Linked DNA regions of Triticum aestivum: region 2 is linked to region 1. The links are chromatin contacts, called in public Hi-C maps. All regions are on one chromosome and are shown on one strand. Each heading gives the region's core, a stretch centred on a gene start, on an enhancer-like site or on the middle of the called end of the contact. The rest is flanking DNA. Distances are from core to core; before and after follow the strand shown. Region 1 holds the start of LOC123111937 (protein Brevis radix-like 1). Region 2 holds the start of LOC123111938 (phospholipid:diacylglycerol acyltransferase 1).

Region 1 (5,591 bases), core at 2,765-5,264:
AATGGTAAAACCAATGTTGGGCCTTGCTGGAGGAGTTTTATTCAAAGCGAACTGTCAAGGGGGTCCCATAAATCACCCGACCGCGTAAGGAACGCAAAATCCGGGAACATAACACCGGTATGACAGAAACTAGGGCGGCAAGAGTGGAACAAAACACCAGGCATAAGGTCGAGTCTTCCACCCTCTACCAAGTATATAGATGCATTAATAATATAAGAGATATTGTGATATCCCAACATAATCCTGTCCATCATGAAGCAATCTTCAACTTCACCTGCAACTAACAATGCTATAAGAGGGGCTGAGCCAAGCGGTAACATAGCCAAGCAACGGTTTGCTAGGAAGGGTGAAAAGGTTAGAGGCTGACATGGCAATATGGGAGGCATGGTAAACAAGTGATAGGTAGCGCAGCATAACGATAGAACGGAGCAACTAGCAAGCAAAGATAGAAGTGATATCGAGGGTAATGGTCATCTTGCCTGAGATCCCATAAGGAAGAAGAACGAGTCCATGAAGTAGACGAACCAACGTAGTCGAACGAATCCTCACAAACGCAACGTTACCGGAACTAAGAAGCAACACCGGAAAGAAGCAAACAACATGGTAAACACACAAGCATAATCATGGCATGATGCACAATCAAGTATGATGCATGTCCGGTTTAATGAGGCATGGCATGGCAAGGTGCAACAAACAATACTACAGGTTAAGTGGAGCTCAATATGCAACAAGTTGCATATTGACAAAACACCACATCAATTATTCAGTTCATCTCGTTTAAACTACTCAAATATTAAATGTTGTTAAACATGGCACAAGGTGAAGCACAATAAAACTACCTATCCAGGCAAGTTTAAATGAGGCCGGAACAACAAACAACAATTCCGGGAAATCCTCATGTCCATATTTTAGTTTTGGTACTGTTCTGCCCTAAACCATATTTTAAGGGTGTTAAATAGGAAAATAAAGTGGACCAAGTTATACTATGCATTTTTTCACCCATTTACATATAAAGTTTATTAAATTCGGAGCTACGGTTATTTAGTTATGAAATAAATCGTTTTAACATGGCATTTATGCAAATTTAATCAAACATCACATTTAAACAATTTTGACATGGGTGAAAATTGCAAATTATTAATCTACACAAAATTCTAAGCATTTTACATGTATAAATTATTTACATATGATGCATATTTTGTGAGTTATTAAATGCACGAACAACAGGGGGTTTTCTATAAAACTGTAACTCTGGATAAATGCTAAAAACGCAACAGGAAAAAAAACATGCATCGGGCTGAAACTGCAGGCTGGCCCAACAGGAGAAAAAAACAAAAGGAGGGGGCGCTGTGGGTAGGGGAAGACTAGGGTAACCCAAAAATGGAGAGGGGTGTCCATATATAGTAGGTAGGCTAGGTTAGGGTTTTTTTGGGGCTTTCGGAGCCCTCTGATCACGATCCGATGGCTCCGGTCGGGGGGAGGGTTGTAGGATGGCTAGGTGGGCTGCAAGTGACTGTGTAGAAGGCCTTGGGCTGAGAAGAGAGAAAAGAGAGAGAGGCCTGGTGGCAGTTTCGAAGACCGAAACATCCAACAAAGGTACCGGTAACGGTACCGCTATACATTTAACGGTTGGGCTATCAGATGGACTCCGAATGCGACGAAACTTGGCAGACGGCCTGCCTACACTATAATAAGACCGCACCACAAGTTGCAACCCATTTCGAGAACATTTTTATGCCACTTATAAAATAATATTTCGGAGGTGCCGCGGGCGCGTGCGAGTGTGGTCGGGCTCAGAACGGACAACGGAGAGAACCGGGGAAACCCGGACGGATGCAAGTTTTATGAAAACGATGCCGATGCAATGCGCATGATGCTATGAGACGAGATGCATAACGAGAACAAAAAGCAAAACAAAAGACAAAAACCCAACCACGAAGGAAATATCATATCACATCTCCGGAAAAGGCAAGAGTTGGAGTTACGAATATGGAAAGTTGCATCCGAGGTGTTACAGCTCGCCAGGCTCCGCCCTAGCCATGTTCGGCGGCCAGCTGCGCTCCTTAGAGTGTTCGTCCGGTCGCTGACAAGGTAGAGTAGGGCATGGGACACGAGCCGGCTCACGGGACTCAAGGCGTCGCCGTCTCCCATGCCCTAGTCTTCCTCTCTGGAGCCCGGAACCCGAACAGTGCCGATGGACGTCAGATTGATCATGGATTTGTCCTGGGACGAGCTGCGAACGTCGACGACGATGCTGTTGCGACGAGTTTGGGTGGCGGAGGGGAGTGGAGTGGCTAGAGTTTTGGTCTGGCGAGCGGATGAGGAGGAATATGTGTGGGGTCAGGTGGGCCAGCCTTGGTCGGGTTCAACGTGGCGGGCGTGCCCTGGTGAGCCCGGGCACCCATATCCGCCTCATATTTGGGTTGAATATGAGGGGTGCCGGTCAGCCCGGGCATTTGAGGACCGTTTGAGGGAGCCATCTGGATCAAAATTTTACGACCGGACAGTGACCAAGCAGCCCGCTCAGATGTATGAAGCGACTTTGAGACGCTCGGCTATAGATGCTCTCATATTTCTCTTCCGACCAGCCACAGTAGAGAGTAAGGCTGGTCATAGTGGGGAGTAACTTATACTAGTGTCATGCATATGACACTAGTCTAAGTTACTATCTTCATAGTGCAAAGTAACATAGTAGTAGTGTCATAGAGGACCTCATTAATTAGCTTGTAGACTCATTTTGTCTTGAAAAGCGCTATGTTACAGTAACATATTATGTTACCACTTCTCATTAACTACATGCCACATAAGCAAAAAAATTTCGGAGTGCGCTATGTTACTTGCTAAGTTACTCCTACTATGACTAGCCTAACATACACATATCACTAGACTATGTTACTGCCTTCATAGTGGGTAGTAACCTAAGTGTGCTAACATGCAAAGCTTAATTTACTAGGTTATACTCCCTCTGTCCGCGAATAAGTGTACATTTAGCTTTTGTCTTAAGTCAAAGTTTTAAAACTTTGACCAACTTTCTAGGGAAAAGTAGAAGCATTTATGGCACTAAATTAGTATCACTAGATCTGTTTTGAAATGTACTTTGATAATATACCAATTTGATGCCATGTATGTTACTACTATTTTTTATAAAGTTGGTCAAAATTTTAAAACTTTGACTTAGAATAAAAGCTAGATGTACACTCATTCGTGGACGGAGGGAGTAGACTCATATTGTATTGAGACATGTGATGTTACAGTAACTAACTAAGTTACTCAAACTATCCCTCTCCTCATTAACTCATTGATACATAAGCAAATTTGTTGAGTTGGACTCGATGTTACTGCTAAAGTTAAGTTATATCGCGGGTCTTTTGGAAACGGTCGATTCTTGTGGTTTGCTTGCCCATAGAATGCACGGAGGCGTCTAGAGCGGCACAAGTACCCAAAGCATCGTGGTAACGGTGGCAATCAAACTAGTACTATGATCCAAAACCAGGCGCCGAAGGTGGGAATGAGCCTATGAATATTTAAGCAAAAGAGATTCAGAAGATCGTTTGAGCTGGAGAGCACGCCTCTCGAGGCGAATCTGAGAGTCAGGAACTTAAGTTAAAATTAACCCCCGGGAGTCCATATGAAACCACTGCACATAGTATGAAGGAAAAATTGCACTCCTCACGACATATCCGAACCTTTCGCCTCACCCTTTTCACCCACCACCAAAAAACCCGAACCCCCGTCGAAACACGAACAAACAAAAAGTTCTGCTACTATTGCCGCTGCTACTACTCACTCTCACTCTCTCTCTCTGCTGGCAATGGCAATGGCAATGGCAATGGCCAGTACTGCTACTCCTGCCAGTGGCCACACGGCCGCGGCCCCTCGGGGGCCCGCCACCCACCAGGGGCGTGTCAGGGAAGCTTTACATTGATGGGTCCGTCGATCCAGTCGAGCCACAGTGGAGGCGCCGCTCCATAAATTAAATCCCACTTGGCTCGTGCCGCAGTGCGGCTGCTGCTATTAAAACCGCGATATATACTAATCCGGCCATTAATGCCCTTAACTCGAGCTCGAGATCGGAGGCGAGGAGGGGCGTGCGCGCGCCTGTACTTGCTCCGCCACGTCGTCGCCCGTGTCGCCGTCCGTGCGCTACGCTACGTGCCGCCCCACCATTTAAGGCCGCGCGCCGCTCCCGGTTTCGCTTTCCGGGTCTGTCGCTGTCCGTCGGTCAGAGGGGGCGTGCGCGCGCGTGCTCGTGCTCGCCGGCGGCGGGATGCTCACGTGCATCGCCTGCTCCAGGCAGCTCGGCGGCGGGGTGCCGCCGCTGCACGAGCCGCCGGAGGACGAGGACGTCGTCGATGCCGGCGTCGGCGTGGGCGGCGCTGCCACGCCCAGCACCCGGCAGGCCATCAAGGCGCTCACGGCGCAGGTGGGCTCCCGGGACTGTGCCTGCATCTCTTGCCACTGGAGTTGTGCTTGAAATGTCGATTTTTTGTTCTGTTTCTCTTGTTCTGTTCATCCGCCGAAAGGAGATGACGACCTTTTAAATTCGTCTGAATCTGTCTGGAAGGTTACGCCTTTTAGGTCTTGGAATCTTGTCTCGAGGTCGTAATCATCAGATCGGGTGGGACTGAATTGACGGGGGATTTTCTTGGGTTCAGATCAAGGACATGGCGCTCAAGGCGTCGGGCGCGTACCGGCACTGCAAGCCCTGCGCCGGCTCCTCGGCGGGGTCCTCGGGGCGGCACCACCCGTACCACCACCGCGGCGGCAGCGGCTTCCGGGGCTCCGACGCCGCCTCGGGCTCCGACCGCTTCCACTACGCCTACCGGCGCGCTGCGGGCGGGGGCTCTAGCGGGGAGGCCACGCCATCCATGAGCGCGCGCACCGACTTCCCCGCCGGCGACGAGGAGGAGGAAGAGGAGGAGGACGGGATGTCATCTGGCGGCGGCGGCAAGGAGGACAACGCCAAGGAGTGGGTGGCGCAGGTGGAGCCCGGCGTCCTCATCACCTTCGTCTCGCTGCCGCAAGGTGGCAACGACCTCAAACGCATCCGATTCAGGTGTGTGCTCTTACGCGATTGCGCCTGCATTATTTGCATTTTTCTCCAGTGCATTACTCTGATTGCTGGCTGGAAAATATTTTGTTGGCTTAGTTTACATTTTCAGAAAATGTGATCGAGATTTGAGATCCTCCTGCATTTTCAGAAAATGTGATCGAGATTTGAGATCCTCCTATATATAGATAGTAAATCCCTTGAGATTTTACACACTGGATGAGCTGTAAACCGGAACAATCTGGCGTATTGACTTTAGAATAGGCCCTCATTTAACCCCTCACGTGCTCTAGCCAGGTCGAAGTCTAGATGTGTCAGAATGCATGTTGTGTGAGGAGCCAGTAGATTTAGAATTGCCCACGCTAGAATCATAGAAGCTCCAGTGCATCAACTTGCTATGAATTTTGAACTTACCAGTCCTATGTGGGGGCAAGTCCAGCTTGCACATTTGTACTTTAGGCTATGAAAATGATACATCTGCTGTGCTGGCGATGATGCTTCCTCTCCACCAAAGAGGTGGTATTATCATGGGATAGACACA
Region 2 (5,606 bases), core at 862-3,361, 710 kb before region 1:
GCACTAAAAGACTGCATTACTTATTTTTTCCAGCATATAGGTTTTAGGATTCAAATTAGGCTTATTAAATATTTCCCTTTTTCTCTAAACAGATATTTCACTGTAGAATCCGAAGTTCTGCAAACAAGCAGAGCACCAAGATTACCGCCCCTGCCAAAATGTGACTGTAAATAAAGGCAGTTACTTCAATGCAAAGTTAGTGATCTACTTTTCCTACATAGGGATAACTCACCAACACAAGGCTTAGAAGGAATAACAGGTATGCTGTTCAGGGATCACGTTATTACTCTCACCAGAAAGTAAGCAACATATACCTTCCAGAAAAGGAGTATTTAAATAATAAATAATGAAACAGTCAGATGTAAATATCTACTAAGTCTTTGTAGAGATTTCACTAGGTGGACTACATACGAAGCAAAATGAATGAATCTACACTTAAAATGCATCTATAAACATCCGTATGTGGTTCATAGTGAAATCTCTACAAAGACTTATATTTAGGAACGGAGGGAGTACAAGGCATCCCATGACTACATCAAAAGCTTTGTCTAATGCAAATTGTAATTTCTCCTAAAGGACCTGAACACACATAATCTAGATTTCTCTTGTACAAGAATTTTCCTATATCAACATCCCCTCATAGCCAGTGGGGGACACAATGTTGCCTAGTTTTAAAACATGTGCACTCCATGCAGCTCTCGAAGTCACATCTTGCCCACTCAAATCCTGCTCCCATGCTAGCAAGAAAAACCAGCATTTCAAGGCAGCTGAAAGTGATTGTCACACCCAACATTTCATATAAATATCCAAGTACTTACACAATTAAACAGTACAAAACTAGCTTAAGAAACACAAATCAAGTTCAGATTACCAAGAATTATAATCCTTCCACGGTAACAAAACAACCATCAAGAAAGTAATAAAAATTATCCAAATTTGGAACCAACTTTCTGTTGAGCACCTAAATCCCAGTTCTTGACTGAGCACCTTGGCATTTTGAGGGATCATGCAGCCTGACCCAGATTTCAGAAGATCTGGAACGAACCTCTAGTCCTGCAGCTCAGATACATTAATAAGATATAAAAGAAATCTACGGAAAGGGCGTTAGAGAACACGAGGGATTGACAGCCTATGGAATCAGACTGCTGTCCTGAAGTCCTAACTCTGCCAAAACAATTCCCAAAAGCTCGACAAACAACAAAGCAAGCCAAAAAGAATAACATGGGACTCATTCTATTAAAGGATCCTAGCGTGGATTACTAAAGCAGCCCTAATAACGACCAAACAAAGTAGAGACTTAACGGACACGCGACGGATGCGAATGCAACACCTAACAGGTGAGAAAGCGACCTCTTGTACACGTCGCCGAATGTGCCGCCCCAGAGGCGCTTCCGGAAGAGCCCCTCGGCGCACTGGTGGCCCTCCCAGAGCTCGAGCCCTCCGGTGACGATCCCCGGCACGAAGATGACGGGGTGCTTGGCGTGCAGCCCCTCCTTCTGCAGCTTGACCCCGGGCGGGTCCGGGAGCGGGCCCGTGATGGCCTCCGTGACGTACTGCGGGAAGGAGGCCGGCATGGCGTTGTAGAGGAAGAGCAGCAGCCACCAGGAGGAGCAGACGCAGCCCACGAGCCAGCAGCAGCTGTCCACGCACGACCACTTGCCCTTGGCCCGCCGGCCGGCCTCCTTGGACGGCGGCGCGGAGGCGGAGGAGGACGGCTGCTCCTGCGCCGGCTTCTTCCCCTTGTCCTTGTCGTCGTGGTCGGAGCCATTGCTGTCGTCGCCCGGCGAGGGCGGCGGCGGCGACTGCTGCTGCCTCCGCCTCCGTAGGAGCGACATGGCGCGCGCGGGCGAATGGGATCGGCGGGCGGGGCGGGGCTACCTGCGCGGGCGCACTCGCATCGCCGGCGGCGGCCCGCGAAACCCTAAGCCGGCGGCGGGGCCCAAGGAGGCGGAGGGGGCGAGGTCGGGAGGGGCGGGGCGGCCTCGCGGGGCTAGCGTTTGTGAGGTCGGGAGAGGGAGGAGGCTCGAGGCCGTAGGCGACCGTCGCGCCGCACCGGAGCGATCCCTGCGCCCGATGTACGTGCGCCGAGCTGGCCACGAGTGCCTGCCTACGTGGGCCCGGTGGCACGGGACGGGTCTGTGGTTCGTGAAGACGCGGTGCGGGTGAGGTGGTGGGGGCGGAGTTCGCCTGCCTCTATTGATTGGAACATGTGTGGGGCCCACGGGTGGCAGTCAAGGACGGGGACGGTGAAGCGGGACCGGCGTAGCTTGCAGAAATGATAATGGCGATCCAACCAGAGCAGAGCCTCGCCAAAACGTGATCTTTCTGGGTTTTGTTTTTACTAAAACGTGATCTTTCGGTTGGCACGGTTTTCCTTTTGCCATTTACTGTACATTGCATGAAGGTGCAGAGCACGATCCATTCTCATATAATAATGGACTTAAAATAATTTAGATTCTTTTAAATATATATTCATCAACTATTTAAGGAATCCAACGCTTGAAAAACTACCTCTTATATTGTGGGATAGAGGGAGTACATCGCTTTTTAAGTATCTGTTTTAAAATTTTGACAAATATTACTAGTCGCAAATTTTAAGGTTTAATTATATCTTGTCTAGAACGGCGGCTTTAACCAGACGCGAGGGATATCTGGGTAGCATGAGCCATGAGGGAAAGCTTTTACTCCAAATGCCACATATAAGTTTTTATAAAGCTAGCATGTTATCAATTGGCATGTCCAATCATCCACCGACTTGTGTTCTTGTAAATATTTCTACCGCCCTTAAAACCCCATGCACCTCGCTTTGTTAATGATCCTAGCAAGATCGTCCTTCTTCTGAAATGATGATCCTCCTTCTCCCTGTTGGCGATAATCTAATGGTTGTACGATTCCTCGTTCATTAGGTGACATCTCATTGCCTTTGTCGCTCCCTAGCACGCCTACCCCAAGGAACATGTCATTAGGGTGCAATTAGGTGACGAGTAACCACGCCATGCACCATGACGACTTTCAGGTTGTGTCGTGCGTGATGATTATGGTTCATGACTGCGACTGGAACTCCCGCCATGAGACGTCATCGCATTTCAACACGCATGCATCATTCATTTGTTCTATATGGATAGTCAGTTTCAGCACGTATTCCGGTCATCCAACAACTTTCATATGCCCTCGTATGCATTTTGTTCCTGGGCGGCAATAGCAAAGAAATGACTTCCTGTCCTGGCATGTGCAGTCCCGCACGAACATCATGCACCTGTAGACCGGCGTCTACATAGTGGTGGGGAATGGGCACCGGATCAATACAGATGGCCTTGACATTGTGCTCGTATCATGTCAACCTTAACATTAGGAGTCATTGTGTTGTAGATATACGAAGGGAATTTTTAAGATGGATGAAATGTGTACTGAAAGCGGACATTGGTGTCGATAGAAACAAATGTATTATTCACAACTGAAGTACTTTTGTAAAAAACAATTCTTTTGGCCTCAATTTCAGTCTTTATGGAAATGTTCAACACAAATCATGTTAGCAATTTCAACTTGTAGCAATAGCAACATCGAATAAAAATTACATAATTTATTATTGTCATAAAGCAAGTATATAAAGTTGCGAGAACTGAATTGTGGCAATAGCAACTGGGAGCACATGACTGCAAGGGTAGCCCTCAAGCTTGGGCTTGTTAAAAGTGCACTCACAGGACGTTGGGCCGAGGGTGACAACTTGCTTTTTTTATCCTCTGTGGTGACCCTTAACGTACTTGGCTCGCACATTGACCTCACACTTATTCCTAAGTGCGTCCACTTTCCTGCAGCCATGGCTTTGGGACTTTTTTGCTTTCTCGTCCAGATGTCTTTGCATCTTCTCAGACCATGGCTTATTCAATTCAACTTGTGCATTGGCGACGATGACCCTGTCTGCAAAATATGACAGGGTCCGGTTCCAAGTTTCTTCAATTAGGGTTGTGATAGGCAAGGCTCTCACCTCTTTAAGAACACCATTGTACACCTCTGACATGTTGTTGGTCATTATTCCATACCGAGCCCCGGTGTCGTGAGCCTACGCCCACTTGTACAAATCAGTGGAATTCTCGCGGATCCACTGGCTCAAATTTATGGGCGTCCTACGACCCCTCCGGTCTTCTCTCTACGGCAAGGTCGCGCGCTCGATCTCACCATTGACACCTGCCCAGATCGCATTCATTTCATCTTCAATTTTCTGCATGCACATCCTCTTGAATAACTTGAACCAATTCATGTTTTTGAATTTGGAGTAAAAGTTTGCTGCCAAATGCCTCATGCACCACCTTCCCTCTAGATCCGACCACCCCCACTCTTCTGACGACTCCTTAATTATATCGAGAGCGCTCAATAATCTAGTGTTGCGATCAGAGATGATGCAAACACCTCCACGCTCTTTCACGACACCCATCTTCACGCAGCTCAGGAACCACAACCAGCTATCTTTGTTCTCGCTCTCTACCAGTGCGTATGCAATAGGAAGAAGCTGATTATTTGCATCTGGTGCAATTGCCACCAATAGTGTGCCCTTGTACTTTCCAGTGAGAAAGGTACCATCAACTGATAATACCGGGCAACAATGCTTGAAGGCTTGTATAGTCTGGGCGAATGCCGAGAATAAGAGGTTCAGGATTAGCTCACCGGGGTTCATTGGGTTTGGATGTTCTCTCCGCCAAACTTGAGTCCCCCTATTAGCACTTCCTATCCGATGAAGCATCATGGGGGCATAAGAATAGGCCTCCTCATAGGTTCCATACAAGTTCTGGAATATCTTTTCCTTTGCATGCCTAGCCTTGATGTAGCTGACAAGGAAGCCAATTTGATCTTCTACATCTTTTTGCAAAGCCCTAAGACTAGCCACAATGGAGAGTAACATACACTAGTAACATACACATATCCCTAGACTATGTTACTACCTCAATAGTGGGTAGTAACATAAGTGTGGTAACATGCAAAGCTTCATTTATTAAGTTATAGACTCATATTGCATTGGGACATGTGATGGTACAGTAACTAGCTAAGTTACTGGTACTACATCTCTCCTCATTAACTCACTGCCACGTAAGCAAATTTGCTGAGTTGGACTCGATGTTACTACCGAAGTTACTCCCACTGTGGCTAGTCTAATACTAATGTTGAGACTTTCCTGCACAATTGTTTTCATCTTCTGTGCCACATATCTTGCAGTCACATTGCAGTGATTTGAAAGAGTCCCAGTTTGCTCATAGCTATGCTCCACTTTTTTTTGTGATATGCCATGAATGACATACCTGAGGCTTCAGTCTAGCGAGAAATCTTCCACGACAACCTTTCGCGGAGTGGATGCATATGACCTTCAACTCTTTTTTATCAGACTGCTTCACTCTATGCTGGCGATGGAGGGCGATTGCATAGCTATCTATTGCCTGGTAAGCAGACTTCTTGTCTGGGAAAACCTGCCCAACCTCTAGGCTCCCCGCTTCTAGGCCAGAAACAAAGTGAAATTCATTGGTGATGCTCATATCCTGTAAAAACCCAAGTTGCAGTGCCGCCGCGATCGCCCTCGAGGAACATCTTCTTCTTTGCTTGAGTCCGAAGACGCGGAA

The links. A called contact is a pair of places that touch in the nucleus more often than the background predicts.
Region 2: a Hi-C map of leaf shows a contact between it and region 1, with 2.8 times the contacts expected there. The contact joins the promoter of LOC123111938 here to the promoter of LOC123111937 in region 1. A contact is called at or near these places in 2 of 5 Hi-C or Micro-C datasets (leaf and an unstated tissue).

The regions. Positions count from the first base shown.
Region 1 is chr5B:377,490,463-377,496,053 of IWGSC CS RefSeq v2.1, reverse strand. It overlaps LOC123111937 (protein Brevis radix-like 1), which reads left to right and starts at 4,014. Exons shown (of 5, transcript XM_044532820.1): 1 at 4,014-4,423; 2 at 4,656-5,056. The coding sequence starts at 4,268.
Region 2 is chr5B:378,202,458-378,208,063 of IWGSC CS RefSeq v2.1, reverse strand. LOC123111938 (phospholipid:diacylglycerol acyltransferase 1) reads right to left here and starts at 2,111. Exons shown (of 6, transcript XM_044532821.1): 1 at 1,351-2,111. The coding sequence starts at 1,835.